3 separate regions of the Zea mays genome follow, and regions 1 and 2 are each linked to region 3. The links are chromatin contacts, called in public Hi-C maps. All regions are on one chromosome and are shown on one strand. Each heading gives the region's core, a stretch centred on a gene start, on an enhancer-like site or on the middle of the called end of the contact. The rest is flanking DNA. Distances are from core to core; before and after follow the strand shown.

Evidence for each region. Hi-C and Micro-C count contacts between places; a contact is called where the count stands out from the background.
Region 1: a Hi-C map of leaf shows a contact between it and region 3, with 4 times the contacts expected there. The contact joins the promoter of LOC100193311 here to the promoter of LOC100192546 in region 3. A contact is called at or near these places in 3 of 25 Hi-C or Micro-C datasets (bundle sheath, ear and leaf).
Region 2: a Hi-C map of leaf shows a contact between it and region 3, with 5 times the contacts expected there. The contact joins the promoter of LOC103652370 here to the promoter of LOC100192546 in region 3. A contact is called at or near these places in 5 of 25 Hi-C or Micro-C datasets (bundle sheath, ear, endosperm and 2 more).

Annotation. Positions count from the first base shown.
Region 1 is chr3:176,718,671-176,722,167 of Zm-B73-REFERENCE-NAM-5.0, forward strand. LOC100193311 reads right to left here and starts at 1,740. Exons shown (of 5, transcript NM_001394745.1): 1 at 1,473-1,740; 2 at 870-1,001. The coding sequence starts at 910.
Region 2 is chr3:176,798,382-176,802,135 of Zm-B73-REFERENCE-NAM-5.0, forward strand. It overlaps LOC103652370 (homeobox-leucine zipper protein HOX10), which reads left to right and starts at 1,461. Exons shown (of 5, transcript XM_008677972.1): 1 at 1,461-1,639. The coding sequence starts at 1,461.
Region 3 is chr3:176,087,631-176,091,613 of Zm-B73-REFERENCE-NAM-5.0, forward strand. It overlaps LOC100192546, which reads left to right and starts at 1,477. Exons shown (of 4, transcript NM_001361515.1): 1 at 1,477-1,897; 2 at 2,268-2,384; 3 at 2,497-2,582; 4 at 2,688-2,907. The coding sequence starts at 1,544. The coding sequence ends at 2,757. LOC100501448 reads right to left here. Exons shown (of 9, transcript NM_001362580.1): 8 at 3,894-3,983; 9 at 3,481-3,805. The coding sequence ends at 3,672. It also overlaps the pseudogene LOC112268477.

The DNA.
Region 1 (3,497 bases), core at 490-2,989, 630 kb after region 3:
CGCCAAGCACGGCAATTCAACGGTCCGGGGCCAGAGGAGGCACCAAGCAGCAGCAGTAGCTGACCTGCTCAACGTGGCCGAGGAGCGTCACTTAGGCAGCTTTACGGCATTTAAAATAGGGCTGCTGTCACAAGGTGCAGTCTTTGGGGTCAAAACAGCAGGACGAACACATGGATGGCCACCGACGCCAGGCTGCGCGCTTTACGGCAGAAGAAACGGCCGAGCTCGAAGCAAAATCTTTGTTGATTGTTATTAGAATCCAGATATGGGATACAAAATCACCACACCAGAGAGTAACTTTCGGCCAGGAGAACCGTGAAAATCCCGACGAGTGTGAGGATGGGCAGATTTACAAGTTTGAAACGCATCGTCGGCGAACCATCAGCATCCATGCATATCATGGGCTGGGAGAAGGGGCAAAGTTCTTGCTAGTTTCTCTGACGGACTGGTAGAAGATGTCATAAAAGCATAACCACCACTGCCAGCACCACCTACCAAATAGAGGGGGCGGAGCATGGTGAACGGAACAGCGACCAGAAGGGAAGGGACGGCATCTTGTACAAAGGTACATGGTAGTAGTACCGCAACACTCACTGCTGCAAGATTGCATGATAAGAATGGAGGATGGCACCACCACACCCCAGACACAGGCATCAATACGAGCTTAGATGCAAATCAATACAGCACGCAGCACATGACCGCACATGGTAAAGCAAATGGCGCATCTGAGACTGAACCTGGATTAGCACGCTATCGCTATCCACACCGAGCAGAACCCCAGCACAAAAGCGTGAGCAGCAAGCGGGCTGAGGTGAGTGAAGAGGTAGGGGAAGGGGAGGGTAGATCGAGACTGGACAGTGAGATCTTACGCTGCCCCGGTCGGCCTGTACCGGGCCTCCAAGGAACCCATGCGCTTAATCTCCAGGATCCTTCTCGGCGCTAACCCCCACGAAGGCTCAGTCCGACCACGCTTCCACCGCCCAGGTTGCGCCGCTTCTCATCTGCAATAGAGACAAGGAACACGTCAGGATCCGCTAGCTTTCGCGGTTCATTAAAAGCAAGCAAACAAGAAGATGCCCGGATGACACACAAGGGCAGACACAACAGAAGCAGAAACCTTCGTTAGACGAAGCATGAAGGGCATGAATGGGAGCAAGTCGGTTAAAAGGGAGCAACGACGCGAGGTAAAGCTGCGAACCGGAATCTACCGAAAAAGAAGGCAACAAATCAAGCAAGAAACAAGGGAGGGGAAAAAAGGAGGTAAATCTGCTGCAGGAAGGGAGCGAATGAACGCCAAATCGAGCAAATGGTGGTTCCACTTCCACACACACACCCCACCACCACCATACCACCAGAGCAAAAAGAACCCCGAAAACACCAAGAACAGATCAAGCGCCTCCCAGCAAGAACGCATCGGAAGAATATGAAAGCGCGGTAAGAACCGGTGGCGGCATAGGCAGCGTGGCGCGTACCCGGAAGGCAGCCGACGGGAGGGCGGGCAAGCGGGCGGAGGCGGCGAGGGCTTCAATGGCGAGAGCAACGGGCGGCAGCAGGAGCGGTGGGACGCAGGCAGTCGGTGGAGGTGAGAGGCGGCGGCCGAGTGGGGCTCCGGTTGGTCCTCGGTCCTTCCTCCCCTCTCTTCTACAGAGCTCTGGGTGGGCTTGAAGAGCGGAGCAGGAGAGGAGTTGTATATATAGCGAAGATATATACCCCGCTGCAAAAAAGCAAAGGCCGAGCTGGTTTAAGCAAAGCAAGCACATGAAAATGGGAAGCGCGCGGCTGGTTAAATAACCCGTTTCCTCAGGTGGGCCCTCGTCGCGTACGGTCGCGGACAAATCTTTTGGCCCTAGAGGGGCCCGGCCATCCGGGGGCACGGTGATTAGCGGAGTCGGTGACGGTGAGGATGGTTAGCCACCAAAGCAGTGGAAGCTGGTTGATGCCTGACGAAAAAGCCATACCGCATTCTTAGATTACGATATGACGAAAGCTGGCTTTGCAGTAGTAAAAACGAAAGATACATGGATCAATGCACTAGCAAAGAATGCGTGGCTTGTGTTTTTAGTTTTCAGTTAGACCTCTTTTGGATTAAAGGATAATTTTTCCTCATCCTATGTTTTTTGAACTATGTTACTCCTATAAAATTCCTACGTTCCAAAAAGATCTCGTGTTTGTTTGTACAAACCGTCCCGTCGCATGCCTAGAATGGCAAAGGCAGTGTGTGAATCTGCTGAGCAGCTAGTAACTTCTTCTCGGTTTATGGAGTTACACTCGTCTGTCATACAAAGACTGCAGTTCTAATATACAAAGGAGAAACCGAAGCTCTAGCAAAATTACAAAAAATAGACCTATACAAGATCGGTCCACGTTGTGGTTAGTTTAGTCTTCAGTGGAGCCCGACTAAAAAAAAATCACGAACCAGCCTTCCCCACTGCCGACGCCCGACGGCGTCACGTGCATCCTCCGAGCTGCCGCGCTCACCCATCTAGGATGAAATGTCGAAACGATAAAAAAACAGCTAAATTGTTTTTGTTTTCATATCTTTTTGTTGGGAAGAAAACGAAAATCAACAGTCGAAATACGGAATCGGAATTATCGGTTATTCGAAAACGATCGAAAACGATAAAATATAGTCAAAAAATAACTATTTTGTAGTTTTAACAAAAACATAATAAAGTGATGTATTGCCTAATTTTTAAGATTTAGAAATACACAAACAACTCTTTTTCCATCATTCATATTAGTTAGAGTAATTATAACATTTGTTTTTCGCTTATTCATTCACTTGAACACAATAAAAATCTATAACTTAAATAAATTATATGCTAGATCTATCTCATATTATATAAAACGGTAGAAAACGGTATTAGCACGACCCGGAAACGAAAAATACGAAAACAGTCAAAAAACTAGCTAAATCGTTTTTTACCGTTTCTAATCGGTTTTCGAACAATTCGAAAATGATCGGGGAAAAATAGTATTCGATACGGGATGATACGGGAATTTTTCGTCTCGTTTTCATCCCTTGACCCATCGGCCATCGCGCCGGGCCGCCGCCTAAGCGCCCTTTGCTGTGCGCCGGGTAGAGTGATAATGAATGGTGATCTAAAAAATTTTTCACATATTGTTAAGATTTGTCGGGGACCATAATTAGGGGTACACTCATGGCTCCTAAATCTTAGCTGGTAACCTCCATCAGCACAAAGCTGCAAAGGTCTGATGGGTGCGATTAAGTCAAGGATCGGTCCATTCAAGGGACGCGATCGCGCCTCGCCCGAGCCCAGCCTCGGGCAAGGGCAGCCGACCCTGGAGGATCTACGTCTCGCCCGAGGACCCCCTCCAGCAACGGACACGCTTTCGGCTCGCCCGAGGCCCAGTCTTCACCAAGAAGCAACCTTGGCCAAATCGTCACGCCAACCGACCAAATCGCAGGGGCATTCAATGCAAAGGTGGCCTGACACCTTTATCCTGACGCACGCCCTCTAGTCTACAGAGCCGAA
Region 2 (3,754 bases), core at 211-2,710, 710 kb after region 3:
CGGAGACTCTTGTCTGGTCAGTGGTGTGTAACCACTGATTAATCCGGCGATGATGTGGCGTGCATGCGTTCTGCCGTCGCGAGGCGAGGGTACCATAGCAAGAGGATAATGCGTTGGGCAGGGGCAGGCACAGCCACAGGAGGATAAGGATAATGTGATCAGCTGGTTAGATTAGGAATCTGCTTACTCGTGTCGGTATGCAGCAGTGTGCATCTTCTCTCCTCCACCCTACTAAGCCCCCAAATTCCTGTTCAAATTAAATGTAATCAACCAGTTAACCATCAAGGCTTGTACGTGTCGTGAGCGTACATGTCGTTCTGGTTTTTTGCTGCGAACGAACGAAGCACCCGGGTCAGCTGGCACTGCACCAAACAATATTTGGCCTTGGAAGTGGAAACAGTAGTAGGTGCGTTGACCTGGCCGAAATGTGCCGAGCACGTGCCTGCTTCGCTGAATTCACCGAGCGGTGTTGGTTTGGTGTGGACGGTTTGACTCGATGCCTTTCGTGGGGTGTCAGGGGCCAACTCTGACCGTGCTTATCGAACACACAATTAATGCGGTGATATAGGAGGCGCGTATATATATGCGTTGGCGTTGAAGTGTGTGGATTGTGGCTGCTAGCTCCAATTAGTAGGCCGCGTTAGGCCGAAACTAACCGGACAAGCAAGGCGAAGAAGAAAGAAAAAATACGTGGCGACGCCGACGCGAAGTTGACTGACCCCCTCGGCCCTCGGCATGCATGTCACAGTTCGCACGTAACTGGTCTATGGCTCACCAGCCAGGACTCTTCGGTGTCTATTCGTCTCAAAACTGGTGAAGTGGGGTTGCGTTCATCCGGAGACGGGACCGAGCTGAACCCCACGGGCCTCCGTCGAAATCGCAGGCACTGTTGGCATGTAGCAATCGCCACGCTCTTCTGTGGATGCCTTAGGGCATGTACAATGGTGTTTAATGTGGAGACTCTTAATGTGTTTAAGGGGTGTATTTGCAAAAAAATCTTAGAGCGATCTCTCCGTGAAGAGACGCCTCTGGCTCGTAAACCAAGTAGTAACAGACACCTCACTTCCTATCGTACGAATTTGTCGTCTGTTCTATCGATCTGCTGTTGTACAAATGCATTTAATTTTGTATTTATTAGTAGACTGCATTTATAGACACTCCATTGTATAATAGAGTCTCTTAGTTGTCTCTTGTGCTTGGAGAACCGTTTTGATGTCTCTCCACTGTACATGCCCTTATATCCGCTCTTGGTTCTGGCTCGTTTTCCAGGTGGCGTGCACCGACGTAGGTGCTCCCACTCGCACCCGGTACCCGGCTAGCAGGTGAGGTGACCCACACACGCACCCTGGCCTGGGCACCGACGCACGCAGGTTCAAAATATTCTCGGCTGGCTCCCGTCCGTCTGACTCTGCCCTGCCTGGAGGATCCGCTGTCGCCTGGGCACGCGCGGACGGGCACCCATGCCGCGCACGGAAATCTGTGAAGAAACGCGCTTCCCCGTGCCTTCGAGGAAGAGCTGGAGTGAGCTGCACCTGCACGGGGTCAGCCCAGCCGTGCCAGCCATCCACATGGTGTCGCAGTCACGCACCCGTGGCGAGGTCATCAGGGAGTCCGCGTCAGACACGGGTCAGGGAAGAAGGTCTCTATCTGTCTCTCAATCGTACCGCCATTCACGCCAGACGTAAATGGACGGAGAGTTGAGCACGGCAGGAAAACGACCTTTTCAAGTAGAGTAGCTAGTACTGGCAGAAGCAGATCCTGATGGTGTCAATCGGCCTATTCACTTGGTCACCACGTACTGTATATAGGAGCCGCTCTCTTTCTCCACAGCAGACCGTTGAGTAAAGACGACGAGGAAGTTCATCGAGTGCGGCCGGCCGCGACATGGCAAAATCTGGTGCCGCACATCGCAACGCAGTTTAGTACGTTGTTGCTTCTCATCAAATCTCAAACGCTGCTCGGCTGCTGTACTGTACTGCGAGCCATGGTGCTGACAAAATCGCCTTCCGTGTGCTTCTTCCATCCCCATCAGACTCTCCTCTCACTCTGCCGCGGAGCGATAAGAACGCGCGGCCAATTTTCTAGTCGATGCCAGCGGAGCCGTGCTCGTCGTTTCCATCCTCGGCTGTCACATGCATCCATCCACGACCACGCGAGAGGAATCCAATCTAGCCAGAGCCAGCTTTGTTCCATATATGATGTGGATCGCGTGTCCCGTTCGTATTCCAATCAGTCGGGACGGCTGCAAGAAATTGCCCCGCGCGCTCGTCATGGCTGGGGGACACCAAATCATAGGCTTGGTGTCTACTCCCCCATCCTGCTGATCTCCGTGGCAAAGCCATGCATTGTTTGATTGCGTCCACGGTATAGAGCAAGAGCATTATCACCACCTGCAATTATAGTTCTGAAGAAACAGTTCAGTTCCGTCATGGGTTCCACGCGCGCTGGCTGCATATATAACAGCCACGATTTCCGATCTCGGACATACAGTCATACACGCTTCTGTTCCCTTGCGGCGGAGATTGTCCTAACCGTTTGACGCTCGTAATAACCGTGTTAACTAGTTTGGTATGCAGAGCCACAAATCAATAGTACACTGTGCGACGATTTCGGATATCTCCAGACACCCAGGCGGGGGAGGGCTCTGTCCGGCCGACCGTGTCGTTAGTATTGCCAGATGGATCACGAGCGCTGATAGCGCATTATGCCGATCGTATCTGCGCCTGAGCCGCAGCCGGATTCATCAGTGCTACTATATTCTAAAAAATGCTGGCCCTCAGCTCGTTTTAATTAATGTCCTTCTCGCTCACTGAACAAGCGCCGCAGCGCAGCGCAGATAAACAAAGCCATCCGTGCGATCTGATCTGACCCCCGCGCCATGCACGTCCAGATTCCATCTGTGGCGCGCGCTAGCACTAGCAGCGCGATATGACCGGGATGCCAACCTGTGTGATGTTTTATTTGCATTGTGCTTGAGTACGTCCGACCGGGAGTGGGAGGAGTCTGATCGATGCCCTGTCCCGCGGAGGACACAGTCACAGAGCTGGCCAAGCTATCAGAAGTACAATAATGAACTCGACACATAAAGAAGTAAAGTGAATAGACTTTCACGTAAGAGCCAGGGCGCTTCAAGATAAAAAGATGAAAACAATACATTCATCTAATAGCCAACCTTAGAACCAGCTTTATTATATGAGCGTGTTTATTGTTAGTTTTAGATGACATAGTAAGTAGTTACATCCAACAATAGACTCTATTATTAAACTTGCTATCATGATTCTTGGCACAGAGAAGAAAAAAAAAACCATTCCGGATTTTGACCCCGGTGGCAGCGATCTGCCGGTGCCCGCGTGAATAAGCGACGCCCGTTAAGCCCTCTTTTTTACACTAAAACGTGCTTACCGGCCCGCATAGCCCGCTTTTCGGCCTGCTTTTTTCGTGCTAAACGGGCCGACTCGGCCCGTTTAGGCCCGATGCGGGCCGGACTCGGACAGGAAATTAAGCCCGCGTGCCTAGACGGCCCGGCCCGGTTTTATAACCGTGCCTGACGGGCCGGGCTTCACCGGGCCCGGGCCGGCCCGGGTCGGGCGGCCCATTTGGACATCTCTAGGCCGGAGTGCCGCACTACACCAAAATTATACACTTCCTACGGTTTTTTAACTTCCTACAGCTTTTATAACAAACCGTAGGAAATAAATAACTTCCGAGAGGCAACTGGTAGCTCTAGGAAATAAACATAACTTCCTACGGTATT
Region 3 (3,983 bases), core at 227-2,726:
AATGTACTTTTCTTGTATTGATGTTCATCTAATATACATCTTTTCTAACTGTAGATTGGATTTTTGTCGGTGATTTTGGTGCCGCACTGCAGATTAAGAGAGAAATTTCGGTATGCATGTTATTATGAAACATTTCTAGTATTATTACTTATCCTCCATATTGTCATCATAAAACTAGTTTTATCTTGTGAGTTGTGATCTAATCTAGTGATTTAGCTTTTATAATGTTGCTCCACCTATAATTTTATCCTGCGTTCGCCACTGGTCTCCACGACCGTCCTGTCATGCGCGCCATCTTTTTCCTCTTATGTTGTCACCACCGCGAACTTCCTCTATAGCCTTGCCTAGTGGCGGATAAGGAACAAACTAAAAGAGGATTGTTTTTCTAGTGACCAGTGTCCGATGCAACAGAAGCTAGTCATTTAGAACATAAACACGGTCTTCAAAATATAGCTTTGACCAATATTTTTGTAAATACAAATAAACTCTTAATATATTTATACTTTTGTAAAAGTGATTTTTAAGATATATATATATGTATATATATATTAGATTTCAAAACTATTATTTATAGTCAAAGTTTTATATGTTTCACTCAAACCTTGTCTAAAACGACATCTTTTTCAGGACCGGAGGGAGTACACAATTGGTGAATGGAAAAAATATCGTTTGAATTTTTTCTCATTAATATGGCTGGAAAAAAATAGATGATGAGATATAGATGATAAAATTTAGAGGTTGCTGCTGCTGAAGGCATGAAAAATATACATGATAGAATCTTTTAAATGGTGATGTGAAAGACTAGAAATATTATCTTAGTGGATAAAATTTTGGAACCCTGCTGGGACAGACTAAGCACGACCATCCCAACAAATGATGCACAACATCCATCTTTCTTTAAAAAAAGCAAAAAGAGCGCGTGACCTACTTTACTAACTGTTTAATTTAAAAGGTTTTTTAAGCTGGTGTCCTCAAATCGTTATATGCCTAAATATTTATTTAAGTTCTTTATATTTTAATTTTTCAAATAACTTCTGAAGTCAACGTGATCCACACCGAAATTTTACTCCCTCCGTTCTAAAACAAATGCATTTACGTGGGTTTCCAGTTGATGACATTCTTTTGGGACAGTTTAGACTTTGGAAACACAAATCACCTTCAGAATTGGCGGGTCTGAATAAACTAAAGTTTCTAAAATAGGCCTTAACAGGATTAATGATCTATGTAACTTTTAATGCATTTTAATATTTTGTTTGGATCTAAAGAAAATTCACGTATCCGTACTGTGTGCGATCTCTGAGTAGAATCTGAATACAGATTGGTAAGTGGTAACACATGTACTCTGCTCTTTCAGTCTTGGGCAGTTCGGCTGACAGACCAACCTACGGCCTGGATTGGAGACTTATCCGCGACCCCTCCTCCCCACTTCAGCTTCAGCGCAAGCCATCTTCCCGCCACAGGCTCAAAAGCAATCAAGCGACTCCTCCCACAGTCCCACTTCCACTCCCACCCACCCACACGCACGGCCGCAGGCAGCAGCACCATGTGGTCGGCAGCAACGGCGGCGGCGGCGCGCGCGGTGTCCGTGTCCCCAGTCCCGGCGCCTTCGCTCCTCAGCGGCCGGCGCGGCGGGTCGCGGGGCGGCCGGGGGTCGGTGTCGGTGCGCAGCACGGTGTGGGACTTCGTGGGCGGCGACCTGGTGCGGCCGGACCTGGGCAAGTGGCTGGACGACGTGGAGAAGCACAAGGCGCTGGCCATCTACCCGCCGCACGAGGGCGGCTACGAGGGCCGCTACCTGAACCGCCTCCGTTACCAGGGCTACTACTTCCTCGACCTCTCCGCGCGGGGGCTCGGCGACCCGGAGACCACGCTCACCAAGGTCCACCCCGTCTGCCCGGTACGTAGCACGCCTTTAGTTTCTTGGGAACGTATCTCGTGCTCACGCGACGTCCGTGCTCATGTGAGCACTTTAAATCGTGAGTGTTCCTTCTTAATCTAACGATCATGCTGCTGGCCAGGAACACTCATCGTTAAGGTGAGAGGACTTAAGTGAATAAAAAGCACTAATCGTTGGATTAAGAAAGAACACTCACGATTTAAAGTGCTCACATGAGCACGGACATCACGTGAGCACGACATACGTTCCCTTCTCTCTTTCTTTGCTTGTTGTTGCTGCTGTGGCTGTGCCGTGTCCTTTCGTCGCGTGCGGGAACCGAGCGGTCGATCGACGAACTGACTCGATTGGAGTGGCGGTGCGGTGACTGCAGCCTAGCCTCGGCAGGCAGCCGGTGGCGCGGTGGTACTTCCCGCCGGAGGTGGACTACAGGCTCAGCCTGCTGCACCCGGACGCCAAAGGCCTCGTCGTCTGGATCATCGAAGCCAAGGTGAGGTGCCTGCTTACATCTACATGCACGCGCCTCCATCGATCGGCACACCACTGACGAGTGCTCTGTTCCTGAACCTCTTCTTCGGGCCTCTCGTCTGGTCTACGTGCAGGTTCTGTCCAAGGCTGAGCTGCAGTTCCTGGCCATGCTCCCGGACATCCGCCCCAAAGTCAGGGTGATCGCAGAATGCGGCAACTGGTACATGCGCTTCCTTCTACCTCCCTCCATGTCTAAATTTCCCACACGGGACCACTTGTGGCTAAGGCCTGATTACGTACGTGTGGCCCTGTTGCACGCGTGCAGGAGAAGCTTTGTTTGGAAGCCACTGAAGCAGATCGCAGGCCTCGAGCCGGACCCGGACGCGGAGGAATGATCAAGCAAGCAGGTCTAGCTAGTTGTCTACCAGACTGGCTACTGCTACTGCTACACTCTCCAATTGCTTCTGGGACATCTCTCCCTGCCATTCCTGCAGCTTTGCACTGAATGAGAGAGGCAATTAATAAAGATATACATACATTTTTTTGGCACGAGTGTCAGAAGAGAAAGAATGCGAACCATGTACAGATTTCCATACATGTGAATAGTTCACGGCCGCGACGCGTTTAGGATTCTCAGAACCCAGGCGCACAGCCGAACACGAGAGCGCAGGCACACGAGATCACTGTCCTCGTCTCCATCGCGTTGTGGATCGGCGACATCATTGCCACCTTGGTCAATGAGCTTGCATTCTTCCTTCACCATTGATGCTCAGGTAAGCTGAATTAAAGAGCGCGCTGAAAAGGGTCCACATTTCGATATTCTTGACGTGTGAGTTGGACACGAAAGAATGGATCGCTTCCGCACGAGTAGAGCGAGGAAGTGCTTTCCCCTCACACAGAAGCAACGAACATAAGATGAATGAATTAACCCAAAAAAAAAACGCATATCAGAAACTAGAACACCACATGTGGATGGGAGGTAAAGAAGTTTCTTCGAGGAGCCTTCTTCAGATTCTTCCCCTATCTTCTAATTTTCTATCCAAAAGAATACAACAGTAACTGTGTCGCTGATAACGGGTCTTGTATGCCACCGTGGTGTCTGGTGTGTATCAAAAACTGGATCTAAGCCCATTCTGGGCATTTCGAGATGTATAACATAAGTTCCCCCAATACTCTACACCGGTGTCTCAAAAAAATTACATGGGGAGCGGTGCCTTTACCTTTTGGAATCCTAAAATACAATCTACAAAGGTGTGTTATCAAATGAAAGAATGGCTGACCATGGCCTTTGAAGAAGGATCACCAACCATTATAGCGTTGATCGAAACGATTCCGTTGCCCTCGGTGATCTGAGCGGGATGCCTTCAGCGGATCTGAGAGGGATTCCTTCAGCTCCATCGTCCTCATGTTTAGGAATCCGGACAGGTAGAGTTGGCGGGAGGCCTGTAAAACCAGAGTGAAAGGTTACAAAAATTTAGTGTGCTTTAGGCACATGTAAAACTACAAAAAAGTGGAGAGCATTATGCCATACCATCAACCATGTCTTTTGTCTTGTGGAGAAGAAACGTCCCCGAAAGAATGGTAACAAAACCACACATCTCTGTTACAATTTGAGTTGGAT